2 separate regions of the Rattus norvegicus genome follow, and region 1 is linked to region 2. Evidence: chromatin contacts called from public Hi-C data. All regions are on one chromosome and are shown on one strand. Each heading gives the region's core, a stretch centred on a gene start, on an enhancer-like site or on the middle of the called end of the contact. The rest is flanking DNA. Distances are from core to core; before and after follow the strand shown. Region 1 overlaps Dclk1 (doublecortin-like kinase 1). Region 2 has its middle 88 kb from the start of Dclk1.

What was found. Hi-C and Micro-C count contacts between places; a contact is called where the count stands out from the background.
Region 1: a contact with region 2 is called in a Hi-C map of Schwann cells, with 7 times the contacts expected there. The contact joins two enhancer-like sites. A contact is called at or near these places in 3 of 12 Hi-C or Micro-C datasets (the A7r5 cell line, the Rat2 cell line and Schwann cells).

What each region holds. Positions count from the first base shown.
Region 1 is chr2:141,837,395-141,844,190 of GRCr8, forward strand. It overlaps Dclk1 (doublecortin-like kinase 1), which reads left to right. Exons shown (of 13, transcript NM_053343.3): 12 at 1,663-1,776. Among named protein-coding and RNA genes, the nearest start is that of Dclk1, 58 kb to the left of the region's middle. Within about 2 kb of position 4,912, at least 18 of the 93 cell types and tissues checked have an H3K27ac peak or open chromatin away from gene starts, as enhancers often do. A contact at or near this core is called in Schwann cells, where this site is marked.
Region 2 is chr2:141,691,499-141,698,730 of GRCr8, forward strand. It overlaps a transcript of Dclk1 not described here. Among named protein-coding and RNA genes, the nearest start is that of Dclk1, 88 kb to the right of the region's middle. Within about 2 kb of position 5,718, at least 40 of the 93 cell types and tissues checked have an H3K27ac peak or open chromatin away from gene starts, as enhancers often do. A contact at or near this core is called in Schwann cells, where this site is marked.

The DNA.
Region 1 (6,796 bases), core at 3,662-6,161, 150 kb after region 2:
ACTGCTTGGCATCCCCAACATAGCTCTCAGCAGAGTAGGTATTTCACCCATCCCTCTTTCTGTCACTTCCCCAAGAATTCTTCCATTTCAGCATTTATTTCTGGCTTGTTCCATAAAATGGGATCACCCTTCCCTCTGTACTGTTGGAAACTCTTCCTCCAGATTTGGTTCCAACTAAAAACCAACATATTAGTTAATTCCTTCTTCCAGCCATTAATGTTCATTGTTATATGAATGCTTACTGTGCATAGGACAAAGAACCCAGTGCTTGCATTTATGGTTGCAGAAAACTTGGGGAAGGTGGTACAACACAGTCATAATGAGTGGGAGGATACACAGACAGTAGATAGGCCATGATAGGTCTAATATGGTAGACTAATAATGTAGCTCGATGCCAGAAAATGCGACTATGATAAAAGATGAAAGGTAAAAGACACTGGAGACCTAACAAAAAGTGATTAGAATGGGTTACACTTAAACGGGAAAATGTCTTAGAAGAGGTCATTTAGACTTAGGTCTTCAAGGAAAGGAAGGACCAGAATCTCAAGAACTGGACCCACACATGCATATTTCTACTTCCTAACATTTCCTACACTAACCAGTAAGACCCTGGTCCTATCTAGACTTGTAATGAATGTCCACTGGATAAATGAATGGTCGATGTCAAAAGGAGAAGCGGAGCCCGTGTGGAGAGAAAGCATGCGTGTTGTGCTTGGGGAACAGCAGGTTTCTTTTTCTGAACAGAGACAAGAAGTGATGTGTAAAGTGAAGGAGGGGGAAGAAAAAAATCAGGGGAAGAAGACAGACGTCTCTCCCAGGTTTGGGTTCTACCGGATAACGAGACACACCCTGTTGTCCACCCATTCATCTATTGATACCGTAACTATTTATTTAACCTGTGGCCTGTGCCCAGGCACGAGGCTAAGACCTGAGGATCCAACGTGGAGTAAAGCACAACCTCTGCTTTCAAGGATCTCGCAGACTTTCGTTGGCCGTGAACGAGGAAGTGGCGAGGCACACTCACATCCCTGGTAGTCCAGAGGATTGCTTTGTTCTGCAGAGAGCAGAAGTTTTAGCTAAAAAGAGCTTTGACATGGAGTGTGTCGTAATGGCAGATGATTTGAAGGCAGTGAAGAGGATTTAAAACTTAGACTTTTTGCCCAGAAGACTGCCTGGGATTTTAGAACGGCCAATTAAGCATCTATAGAAAAAAAAAGTTTATTTATGGCCATGCATGAGTCCCGGTCTGCTGGTCTCCTCAGCTTTGGATCTAAATCATGGGCTAGCAGTGAGGGGAAGACACGCTGAGTGTGTGTGTGTGTGGGGGGGGGTGGCCATATCACCTTTTCCTTGAACATATGTCCAGGGAGCCAAGATTGAAAATAGATTTTATTAGAAACCAAAGTCAGAAGATTTTGGGTTGAGAGACAAACCTCCAAGGGTCTGATGGTACAGGGCCAGCAATTAAAATGCAGACAGAAAAGGAAGATAGGAAGGGGATGAGGGCCTTTAATGACAGCTTCATGGGGAAAATCTTGGTTGATTGGTCTCCGACCTCTTCCAATTCTAAGATCCTGACCTGATTCAGAGATTTCTGACCTCACTTCCGAGTATCTAACTTTCCCCTTTTTTTCTTTGTTTCTCACTCTTTTTATCCTCCAGGATGATGGCCTCCCAGAAAATGAACATCAGCTGTCAGTAGCTGGCAAGATCAAGAAGCATTTCAACACGGGCCCCAAGCCGAGCAGCACGGCAGCTGGAGTTTCTGTAATAGCAGTAAGCATCTGAAATATCCACCTCGAACTTTTAAAAGCAGCCTCCCAAGAGACAGGCGTTCCCTGGAGATTCCTTCTGGAGGCAGCGTAGTGGGTCATTTCTTTAGACAGCAGTGGGAGAGAGAGAGTGTGTGCAGATTGTTTCCCTGGGTGCCTCATTATCCATCACCTCCAGGCTATCTGGCAGCATACATTAACTTCATGATTTATTCTTTTAAGAAAAAGAAGGGGAAAAAAAACCTCTCTCCCCAAACTGGACTCTATGGCAGTGTAACTTGTTGACACTCAGGTAAAGCATCCAGTGTCCTTTTGCTAGAACCTGGAAGGAAAGGGAAGCTGAGAGGGAGGTGACACAGCAGAGAGAGTCTGGAGCAATGTAGTCATCCATGTACACCAAATCCAGATGAAAGTCAAACCAGAGCAGAAAGCAAACACTGATTTTCAGAGAGAGAGCAAATTGCAGGAATGCCCAGTGAAGTCACATGATTTTGCTCCTTAGAAATTTGTTAAGTTGACAACTTTTGTAATTACCATTTTATTTGATGAGGATGCCCTGGCTTTATTTTCCCCTGTTCTACACACGCAGACATACACTAGGTGTAACTTGATAGCTTCTCTAACAGAGAAATACTTAAACCTCAAACTTCCTGGTGTCAAATTCTAGAGTGCACATAGACCAACGTCTCAAGTAACTTGAGTTTTTAACAATTTCCTCTTTGGCCAGAGTATGTATGCTTTAGCAACACACTCAGTGTGAGACCCACTCGGGCTGTTTCCCTTTTCTCAACAAAGACCTTGAGACAGGACGACTGAGGATCATAGGAGAGTATTCGCGCTGCGCTGCGGACAGCCCTGCTGCTCAGCTCATGCGCAGTGCGCAGTGCGCAGTGCGCAGTGGTCAATCTTTGTATGGGTGTTTCGGGGCTCTGCTTTTCTTCCTGGTTTTTATCTTGCTAGAGTGCCAAAGCTAAGACTCATGTAAGGGGCCACTTTGACAGTTAGGAGGCAGGTCTCCATCAGTAACTGTCTGATAGAGACCTCCTCATTTTGCAAGAGGCTCTTGCCGTTCGAATCTCACAGTCCCCCCGGGACCGTTTTTCAGTACATTGTGGGTGATGACAAGTGAGTAGACTGACGGTTATCCATAGAATGTAAACTCTTTGGGATGTTCCTCAGCTTCACGTTGTTCTTTTTGCCTCTCTTTATCTCTTTCCAAAACTCAGTGGAGGAAAAAAAATATCAACTGTCCTCCATATTTTCCAGAATGTCCACATTCTTTGTCATCAGCTAACGTCCGGCAGGAATGTTTGCAAGCCTCTGTCTCTTGGGGAAACAGACCTAACCAAAGTTCTATTTTCATAGATTTGGCTCCACTGGGCCACCATTTTGGAATGGGTGGGCAATACCATTGTCCACAAAAAGGAATGTTTCCCTGCTCCCTCTTGGAGCTCATGGCTGTTATAGAGAGTGTCTTTCCCACCTGGGCCATTTTTTTCCCCATAATTTCATTTTAATTGGTGTTTGGTTAAATTAGCCTTAGGTGTTGAGTAATGGTTTGTTTAAAGTGTTCTGGGAGTCCTGTAATGACTGTGGACAGAAACTTCTATATGATTTTCCAGTTAGCAAATGATACATCTTTGAGGGCAAATCTTATTTTAATTAGACACTGATAAATTCTGAAACCAAGTATTTGTGGATTTATTATAAACATCATCAAATGGCCACTGATATCTTTTCTAAGTATCAGGACTATACCATTTTGAATGTAAGTTTTCCTTTGTTTTTGTTTGTTATGCTGCTAGTCCTGTACACTATGCTGACCTAGAATTCACTATGCGGCCCCCACTGGCTTCGTTCAAACTTGAAGCCACCTTCCTGTCTCAGTCTCTTGACTGTGGGCCACTGTGCCCAGCATGAATGCTATTTTGAGTACAGAGGTCTCAGTTTATCACTGACTTGTTCTCCATGGTCATCAAACCACAGTGATTTACAGCCCACTCCCCAACACCCACACCCGTAACTCTGAATTACACATGAGTTGGGTGAGTCTTTACAGTGCTTTAGGCTTTACACAGCCCTTTGGCATAGTCTTTATGCTAGCCTCTGTCATTCAAATCTCAAGTATGAAAACTTGAGTGTCAAAAGAAAGGGACCACATGTGTGTGCCTTTTCCAGGATGCTTTTCCCACGCCAGCATCTCTGCTTTCTCCGAGGATTCCGGGAAGCTTCAGGGCATGGGGCGGAGCAGAGAATTAGAAGCTGGTCGTACGGACTGCCTTGCTTTTAGCTTTCAGAGTAACACAGGCAAATTCCACAAGCTTGTTTCTGATCCCAAGTACAAAGACTAAGCATTAGCAGCATTTTCATCACAAGAAAAAAACCCTAGCATTAAATACTGTTCCATTCCAAACTCTAGAGTATGGCTACAAAGCAGTGATCTTGTGAGGCAACACTTTAGGGGAAGGTGAAATAAACACCTATTATGACTGGTATAGTCTATAAAGGGCACTTGACAATTTAATAATTCTGGTTTTATTCCCCCATGATAAGAATGTCTTCAACACATATAACATGTTGATTATTTATTTTGATAAAGTAAAAAAATAAGTTTCCTTCAAGCAGATCCCCCCCCCTGAGCAAATATATGTTCCTGGGTGGCTGTGAAATTGTCTTTAAATTGTCTTTATCTATAGTCTTTTTCTTTTTAATTATGTGCACTCCTGGAATTTTTAAAAATTAGATTGAAGTATCAGTTCTTAGTTTTTTTTCCTTTTCTTTTTCTGGAAACAAATAGTCATGCCATTAATCTCTGCATGGGATTTGTCTTTCTATAGTCAGAAATCTACCTGGCACAGAGCAACACTGGTTATAAAGGAGTTTATGGCATGCTCTCTTTCTTGAGAGACAGAACAACAAAGGGGCAATATGGGCTCAGCCAGTCCCCTCTGTTCACAGGTGCCATTTCTGAAACACACGAGAACGCATGATCTGAAACACAATGCTCTTGTTCAGGTTGCCCCCTTTTCTGCCCTCTTTCTCAAAGGATGACTTCACACGAAGGCTCCACGAGAGTCCTGAGTTGGCTGGGAGAATAATTATCAACTGGGGCTCTTGGGGGTCATGGGGCCATTCTGAATGAAGGCAGGACGATGGAGCATTGTTGGTCAGGCAGTGTGGTCAGGGGAGCATCCAAGGCTGTCCAGGAAACTGAGATATTCTGCCTCTGATAAGGATTCCATTGTCCTGCCGGCTTTCATAGCAGTTGGGCAACGAGAGAGAGAGAGAGAGAGAGAGAGAGAGAGAGAGAGAGAGAGAGGAGATCAGAACGGAGAAAAGGAAACAAAAGGTTATTAAAATGCAGTTTATAGACATGAAGAGGAATTAGAGATGACATTTTAACGGTGGACTCTCTGAGAGCTGAGAGGGGGAGGGAGGCATGATTAGATTTGCACAGCTTGATGAAAAACCCACGACTGAGATGCCACTTCCAATTTTTCCCCCATTTAATGCTGTTTATTGTTTTAGTTGATAATTTTCCTAATGCTTTAACATTGTCCTTTTGTATTTTGCTCATGCAAATGGAGCATTTCAGTCTAATTGAACAAATCCATACTAATCAGCTAATAATTGTGGTACTGGAAAGCTTTGCTTCAATAGCCCCCCACGCCCTGCTCTATGGCAGTCCACCTCTAGATGGCACTAGAGAACTAGTAACCTGGCAGCCTCTTTGTGGCCAAACAACCACCTTCCAGAGAGCAAGCATGCTCCGATTTTCTTTTTCTTGCTAAAAAGGAAAGAAAAGAAATAATACATTTTTGAAGATTAAAGCCTCATGTTGCTTTCTCCGAACACTAGTATAGCCTAGTTTCCAATCAGAGCACCAAATCTCAGAGTGGTTTCTCGTTTAAATGCCTAGTGCCCCGGCATGCTTTTGAAATGCCTTTTGTGCATTAGAAGTAGAATCTGTCAGGAGTGTCAAATCCTTGAGACACTTGAAAGAACTCCAGAATCTCTCTTCCAAAGCAAGGTGCATCCTGGGTGGGCAGAGGGCTCAGGCCAGCAGTGGGACATGAGGATTGAGGCTTTTATTCTCAGGTAGCCAAAAGCTAACATCTTATTCCAGAATGGACAGTAGTGGGAACTTACCACATGTTGTATTTGCTGTGTCTTTTGTTAGTGCTAAGCACTTAACTGTACATACAAGCTTTTAACGTATACAGAAAGCTTTCTTCTTCCCATTTAATTTTATTTTCCCAAATAAACTATACTATCTCATCTCTTTAGTTCAGGAATATGAATATATATATATGAATATAAATGAATATATGTATATTCTCTTAAATCTAAATGCTTATGATTTTGCCCCTTTCAAACCTCATTCCTTTCCGCTTTTATTTCATAATTATAAAGCCTAGTTTAAGCCTACTGGATATTATTGGGGAGGGTGTCCCACCTGTGTATTCATGGTGACTCACAGTGGCTTCAGTTTAACTACATTTACTACTGTAAACAGAAGAAGGGGTGTTTATATATCTCTTGACACTGAGGGCATGGTTAAAAGCATATTCAAAAAGCTGTTTGACAGACAAATCTACCCTAACAAATTGGCATCCAGGATACTCGTAAGGGATTTGTGTTTCTTTATTTTTTTATTTTATTTTCAATGTGCAGATTGTGTTATTAGCTAGCTGCTCTGCAGACAAGGCCTCACCGCCATGTGTACGTACGTAGTTAATGAAGAGCTGGGACTGGAGTCTTAATTCTTGAGCACAATGTTGATCCACTGAGTTGCCCCATTTCTCTCTGCTCAGCTGGACCACGGGTTTACCATCAAGAGATCAGGGTCTTTGGACTACTACCAACAACCAGGAATGTATTGGATAAGGTATGAGATGGTGCAGCGCAACAGTCAGTGTTTCCATGGCAACGTGCTGGCAGTCTCCATCTACCAGTTCCTTCAGTGGATAAACATGTTTTTGATTTGTTACCCAGTCCATATGCTGCTTTATCGGTTTCATTTT
Region 2 (7,232 bases), core at 4,468-6,967:
ACCTTGGACAATAAACCAGTGCACAGACACACACAAGAAAAAGTGATTATGTTTTTATCTTTCACATATATATCAATACTTTTAATGATAGTTTCTTGCAGAACTTCAATAAGAATCTGATTTTTACCGAAGGACATTTGCTGTTGGGCTTGCTGGCCGAAATATTATCAACTGTACAGGAGGCTCATGAATGTGAGGCCTGCTTTGGCTACAGAGTGAGATCATTGCCAACCAGGACTACTTAGTGAAATGGTGTCTCAAGATAAAAAAAATAATAAAACACTTGCCTAGCATGTCCAAGGCCCTAGAAGGAAGGGAACAAAAAGTTAAAATGGAGGCAGTGAGACGGGGAAAGTTATCATCACAGAGCAATGTGGTCACTGCAAACCTGGCAATTGAAGCTGAGGTAGACAGAGCCGATCATAAATTTCAAGCCAGCCTGGGCAGCATTCTGGGCAAGATCCCGTGTCAGCAGTTAAAGTAGAGAGACAGAACACGTTTAAAAAGAAATTTAACTCTCTGATAACTCTACTTGAGGACATTGCCACACACAGATTCTGTGGTTGTGTTTTGTTCTCTGGGTTTGACACCTGCCCTGTGTGTCTTCACTGGCATGGCAAGACCACCAACGAGCAGGTTATAATAGCTAACTGGTGACTCCTTTTCTGGGCTGTCAGTCCATTTGACTCTGAGCCTATGTGAGTAATGGAATCTTTGAGCTCCTTCTAAGCTTGTTCGGGTTATTTCAGAACATCGGTTCTTTGTCCTCACCTTGCCTTTTACAGGTGACAACCTCACACCCACAGGATCATAAAACAAGCATTTATAAAAGAAGAAACGTTTGAAAAAAATCTCTTCTAAGGTGGAACTATTTTTGAACTACAGATCAAACACCACTTGGATGGAATCCAGGCCAGAAAAATCTTTGCATATGGGTTTGCATAACTTTAAAGAGACAACTGCCTCATTTGAAGCCAGGCCACTCTCCCAGCTACCTGTGTTCATGAATCATTTGAGAGATGTTCTCAGTGTAGGATTAAAGATTTAATTCTGTCCTAGCCCTGACTGGATAATCTGAATCCAATCAAGACTGTTAAAATATTCAAATATCTGATTGAACAATTCCTGGGTGTGGCTACCATTTTTGAACACCAGACCTTACATAACTGATAGGAGTTTGCTTTTGAGTTCAGATCAAAGATTGATTATACCAGCTTTCAAAAAGATTACTGTAAAATCGTTTCTACCTTCCTGGTTGTCTTGGTTAGGATGTTCATTGCTGTGAAGAGACACCTTGACCAAGGCAACTCTTATAAAGACAACATTTAATTGGGGCTGGCTTACAGGTTCAGAGATTCAGTCTATTATCATTGTGGTGGAAAACATGGCCTCTTGCAGGCAGACTTGATGCTGGAAGAGCTGAGAGTTCTACATCTTGATCGGAAGACAGCCAGGAGGAGACTACTCTTTCACACTGGACAGAGCTTGAGCACTGGAGTCCTCAGTGACAGCCTACACAGTGGCACGTTTCCTCCAACAAGGCCACACCCATTCCAAAAAGGCCACATCTCCTAATAGTGCCACATCCCATGGGCCACATATATTCAAAACACCACACTGGCCTATAAGTTAATTCCTCCATGAAATCATGTCTAATGGCACAGTATTTAAGTGTCTAACAATGTGGCAGACAGCACTAAAGGAGTAGGAGAAACCAAACATGGGAACAGTCTTTGACTCTTGTCAAAGACTGGAAGGTTTGGAAGAGAACCCTAGTTCCCGTTGCTTTCATTCCTAGCTATTCCAGGGCAGATGGTGCTCTTCTTTTCTTAAACAATAGATCCAAATAACCCAGAACGATGCCCAATACAGATACCTATCCATTGTCCCCTACTGATGCCAGCATCATAAACAGTAAATATGGCCATACTTTGGGTTCTCTGAAAGCCATTTAACAAGACAAAACCAGGCATTGTCTTATCACATCCCCCAAGAATATGACCAGTAGTTGCACTTAAATATAAGAAGGCAGGGCAGGCATGATGCCTCCACTGGCAAAAGCTCCTGCCGTTCTAGCATTGTGCTCCAAGCTCTATCCCTGGATCCCATAGTGAAAAGGGAGAACCAGTTCCCAAAGCTGTCCTATGAAACCTGTGGATGTACACAGAGGCACACATACACAAGAACAAAATTTAAAATTTGAATTTAATACATGAGGAAAGGTGCTGAATAGCCTCCCAGGATGAAGCCCGTAGTAGCGTCAGAGCCCAGTGCTTGTTGCTGGAGGTCACTTTGCACAGTGCTTTAGCCTAGGGAACTCATAAACTGGAATCCTGACCCCCTCCCAACTGAGTTAATGGTTATAGAATGAAGACCTTTGAGGGCGCTCATGGTTGGGTGCTAGGACCTTCCATCAGGTGAGGCTAATGTGAAAAGAAACAGTCTGTATGGAAATCGGACCCTGAGTCAGCTTGTACCTGGGCCTTAAAAGCTTCAAAAACTCCAGAACTGTGAGAAATAAATTTCTGTTATTTCTAAGCTACCTTGTCAATGATACTTTGTTAGGATAACCCACATGGACCAAGAAAGACACATGAAAAGGAGAAATGTCAGTGTGGACTCCCATTGAATCATGGTGGGATGGCAGCCTGGGAATTTTTAAGCCCCCTAGTATTGCATATGTAGTATACTACATATACTAACAGACCTCATACACTGCTTAGCCTGGCACATCTGTACTCAGAACACTTACAGTGCCCTACCTTTGAGAAAAGCCATTTAACAAACACAAAACCTATGCTATCATAAAATGTTCAGCACCATGTAACTTAATGAATAATCTATTCAAAGTTATAATCAGTGGTCCAATGGGTCTCCGCCATAATCTTGCATGCAGTCAGTGTAGGCCAAGGTCATTTCTACCTGGATATATAATGCCTTCACACTACTGTAAGGTAAGAAAATTAAGAAAATAAATCAAATAATTGTAAATGGTACCATCAGTTATTTTTAAAATTAAACAGAATTAAATAGTAAAGGACCAGTCATTTAGCACCTGCTTGTCTTTGGTCAAAGTCTATAAAAGACTGATAGGCTGTGCAGGTTGGAAGACTGGATGTGACCAGCTCTATCTGATGTCTGCAGAAAGGAGAGCCACCGAGTACACACTCGGTGAATGATTGAAGATACTTTTAATTCTACAATCTTTTTTTCTCTCTTGAAATTGCTGCCATGTTGAAAAAAGAATGACGAGGGGAGATGGCCAAGTGGGTAAGAACTGCTTTTCGAGCATGAGGACTTGTGTTAGGAATGTCAGCAGTCATGCACAGGGCTGGCAGGACCCCAGGCATGCCTGTAACCCTCCTGCTATGGCAGGTAGAGATAGGAGGACTGCACAGGCTGGCTGGCCACCACGCAGGTTCAGTGAGAGACAGGACTAAGTGAGCAAGGCAGAGAGTGATAGAGCATAGTGCTGCACTGAGACACACAAGCACATACACAATCAAATATAACACATAGCACACACACTACACATCACACATACCACACACACATCACGTCATACCACACACTCCACACCACACACACACACACACTATACATACATACCATACACACACACCATACACACATCACACACACCATCCCCCCCAACACACACCATATACACACCACACACACACACACACACCACCATACTACACATACCATACATCACACACATGCCATACACACACACTGCACACCGCACACACCACAGACACCACATACACACACATACATACACACACACCACATCACACCACACACACCACACTACACCATACACACACAGACGCCACACACACATACTGCACACACTCCACTCCACACACACATACCATTCACACACATACAAACCATATACCTCACCACACATGACACACAACACACACAGACCACACATACACACACCATACAACATACCATACATACCACACCATACACACACAACACACACACACCTCACACATACAACACAGACACACTACACACAACACATCACACCACACCATACCACACCACACTATACTCACCACACACATACTACACACTACACATACCACTCACACCTACATAAACACACAGCACACATACACCTCTCTCTCACACACACCTCTCTCTCTCTCTCTTCCTCTCTCTCTCTCTCTCTCTCACACACACACACACACATACACCATATACACACATAGACATACACACACACCACATACACACACACCTCACACCACACCACACCATACACACACACACCACATCACACCACACCATACACACACAGATGCCACACACACACACTACACATCACACACATGCCATTCACACACACCATAACACACATACAAACCATATACCACACCACACATAAACACACATACCACATACACACCACACACCACACTGATACCACACCACACACACATACACACACACACACACACACACACACACACACACACACACTGAACCACTGTCCACCTTATTTTTTGAGGCAAGATCTTTTGTTGAACCTGGAGCTCACTGAATGGGCTGGACAGACTGGACAGCACTTCAGAGCTCTGCCTCTGCCTCCCCAGTGCTGGGACTCCAGGAGCGTGAGGCTATGCTGACCTTACTATACACCAGTCCTAAGGATTTCTTCAGGACCTCCTGTTTGTATAGCAAGCTCTCGACCAACTATGCCATCCCCCCAAGCCCAGAAATGAAAAATTGTAATTTTTTAAGTTGAAAGTTTTGTTAGGAAGAATTATTATAAAATGTGTTACCATTTGCACAAGTTTATCATCAAAGAAATGGGAAGATAAAAATGCAATGATGGTGTATTTTATGAAAATAGCACTTTATAAAGCTTTTGTGTAAGTACATAATGAATTGTAGACACATTGCATAACCGATTATAAAGAGAAAAGTTCATAATAGCTAATTTACAACACCATATTGTACAAGAACACCGAGTGTTAGCACAGAATAGAGGCTAAGCGTGGGACGAAGCGGGAGAGCGATAGATACCCTATCTGTTTTGTTTTAAAGAACGAGGAGCCTGCATGTGCCACATTTTACTTGAAAGATGTTTGTAATGGTCACATCGTGAATTATGGTTCCCTCTGATATAGCCTCTCAAGTCACAAAGAGGGAAAACTTTTTAACTTTACAAAACAGTATTTCTCTTCCCTAAGTAGAAGTGGATGCGAGCGACAGGGTCTGGAGAGATGGCTCAGCAGTTAACTGTACCTGCAGGGGACTAGAGTTCAATTCCCAGCGCCCATGTCAGGCAACTGCCTCGAACTCCAGCTCCACAGACACACATGCACACCAATAAAGTGTAAACAGATCTTTAAAACATGAGCAATAAAACTTTTATGTCTACTGTACCAGGAAAGGTGAAAATTGCCCATAAATATTTGAGAAGAAAATTAAAGGATTTTACCATAATCAACGAGTTCAGTAAATGGACTGAATTTCTTGGCTTCCATTTTTATGCTGGTTTGTGTTTATTTTTTACAATGATCTCTAAGGAATTAAAGGATCCTCCTCAGCTTCCAGTGATGTCTGAGGGCTATCCTCCATTTGGTCTGCAGAGGGCGCTCTTGTAAAGAAAATATCCTTGCTAAGGCCCCCTGATAAGAATCTAGGCCAGCTTCCTGCTGTCTTTGTTGCCATGGAGACCACACTCCAGTGAGGGGCAATGGGTTCCGTGGTCCCGATTTAGAAATGTGTAACCAGCAGATGCCTTTACTGCCTTTGTTTCAATCTTTGCCCTTGCAGAGCGACTCAGACCGGAAGCAGAGCCGAGAAGTCCATGTTTGTCTGCATGGTTTTGTTTCCTCGGTACACATCTGTCCCCTGAGACGAATGTGCTGCCATAATGAGCCAGTGGAAAAGGCGTGAATTCATAGCTAGAAAAAGAAACGTGCTCTCCTCCAGCCAAAGAAACAATTCAAATTATTTTAAAGAAAAAGCAAGTGTTCTTATTAGACGCTTGCTTTTACTGCTAATGTAAAGTATATGTGATAACTACTTATAGTAACTGTTTGATCAACTGAAATGTCTGAGACATACATGCCAGGGTGTGGGTTTCTGTGGGTTTAAAAGGACTTATTTTGCTGTAGATTGGCAGTTAAGAGCCTGCATTTGAATTCCGACTGACCTGAATTCAAATTCCTTCTTGTCTTCTATTCTATCCTACTCTGTCTTCTTTATCTACACATTGGGGTTTATATGACCGCAGTGTAATTTAGTGCTCTCAACGGTGTGGCTAACACAATCAACTTCTATAGAGAAAACGTTGATCTGGGTTTACAGCTTGGGAGGATTCAGGACATAGGTGGTTGCTTTGGGGTCTTTGAAGCTGTGTGTCAGCCCCAGTGGGACCATGGGAAAGCAAAGCTGTGGCTAAGGAGCCAGAGAGATGGGAGGAGCTGAGGTCGCACCATGCCCTGAGTAACCTAAGGACCTGCCACCAGGCGGGTGTCTGATGGCATCTGTACTAACTCCCAATACACCATGCTGGGAGGCTTTGCTGGCCAGTTGTATGTCAACCTCACACAAGTCGTTGGAGAAGAGGGAACCCCAGGCAAACCTGTAGGGCATTTTCTTACTTGGTGATTGATGTGGGAAGGCACAGTCCACTGTAATGGTGGCATCCCTGAGCCAGTGGTCCTGGGTTCTATGAAAAGCAGGCTGAGCGAACCACCAGGAGCAAGCCAGTTAGTAGCTCCCTCCATGCCTCTGCCTCAGCTCCTGCCCTGCTCGAGTTCCTGCCCTCACTGTTTTTGATGATGAGCTGTCATACAGAACTGTGAATGAGATACCAAGCCCCCAAGTTGCTTTTGGTCATGGCGTTTCATCACAGCGATAGTGACCAGAAGCTCTTGATGCTACAGCATGCGTGCTCACACACGCGCTCACACACACACAAACACACACACACACACACTTAATTATCAGGTACAGTGTGTTAAAAGCAATGCAGAAACTGATAAGACTATTTAATTAACGCCTCCAAATTTCTTACAGCAAGTGAGCTTAGAACTTAGATTTGCTTTCTGTTGCTATGGTGAAACACTGGCCAAAGCCATTTTGGAGAGGAAAGAGCTTATTGAATCTTACAGATCGTAGTCTGTCACCGAGGGAAGCTGAAGGTAGAACTGAAGCAAAGACTATGGCTGAAAGCCGTTCAACTGGCTTGGCCT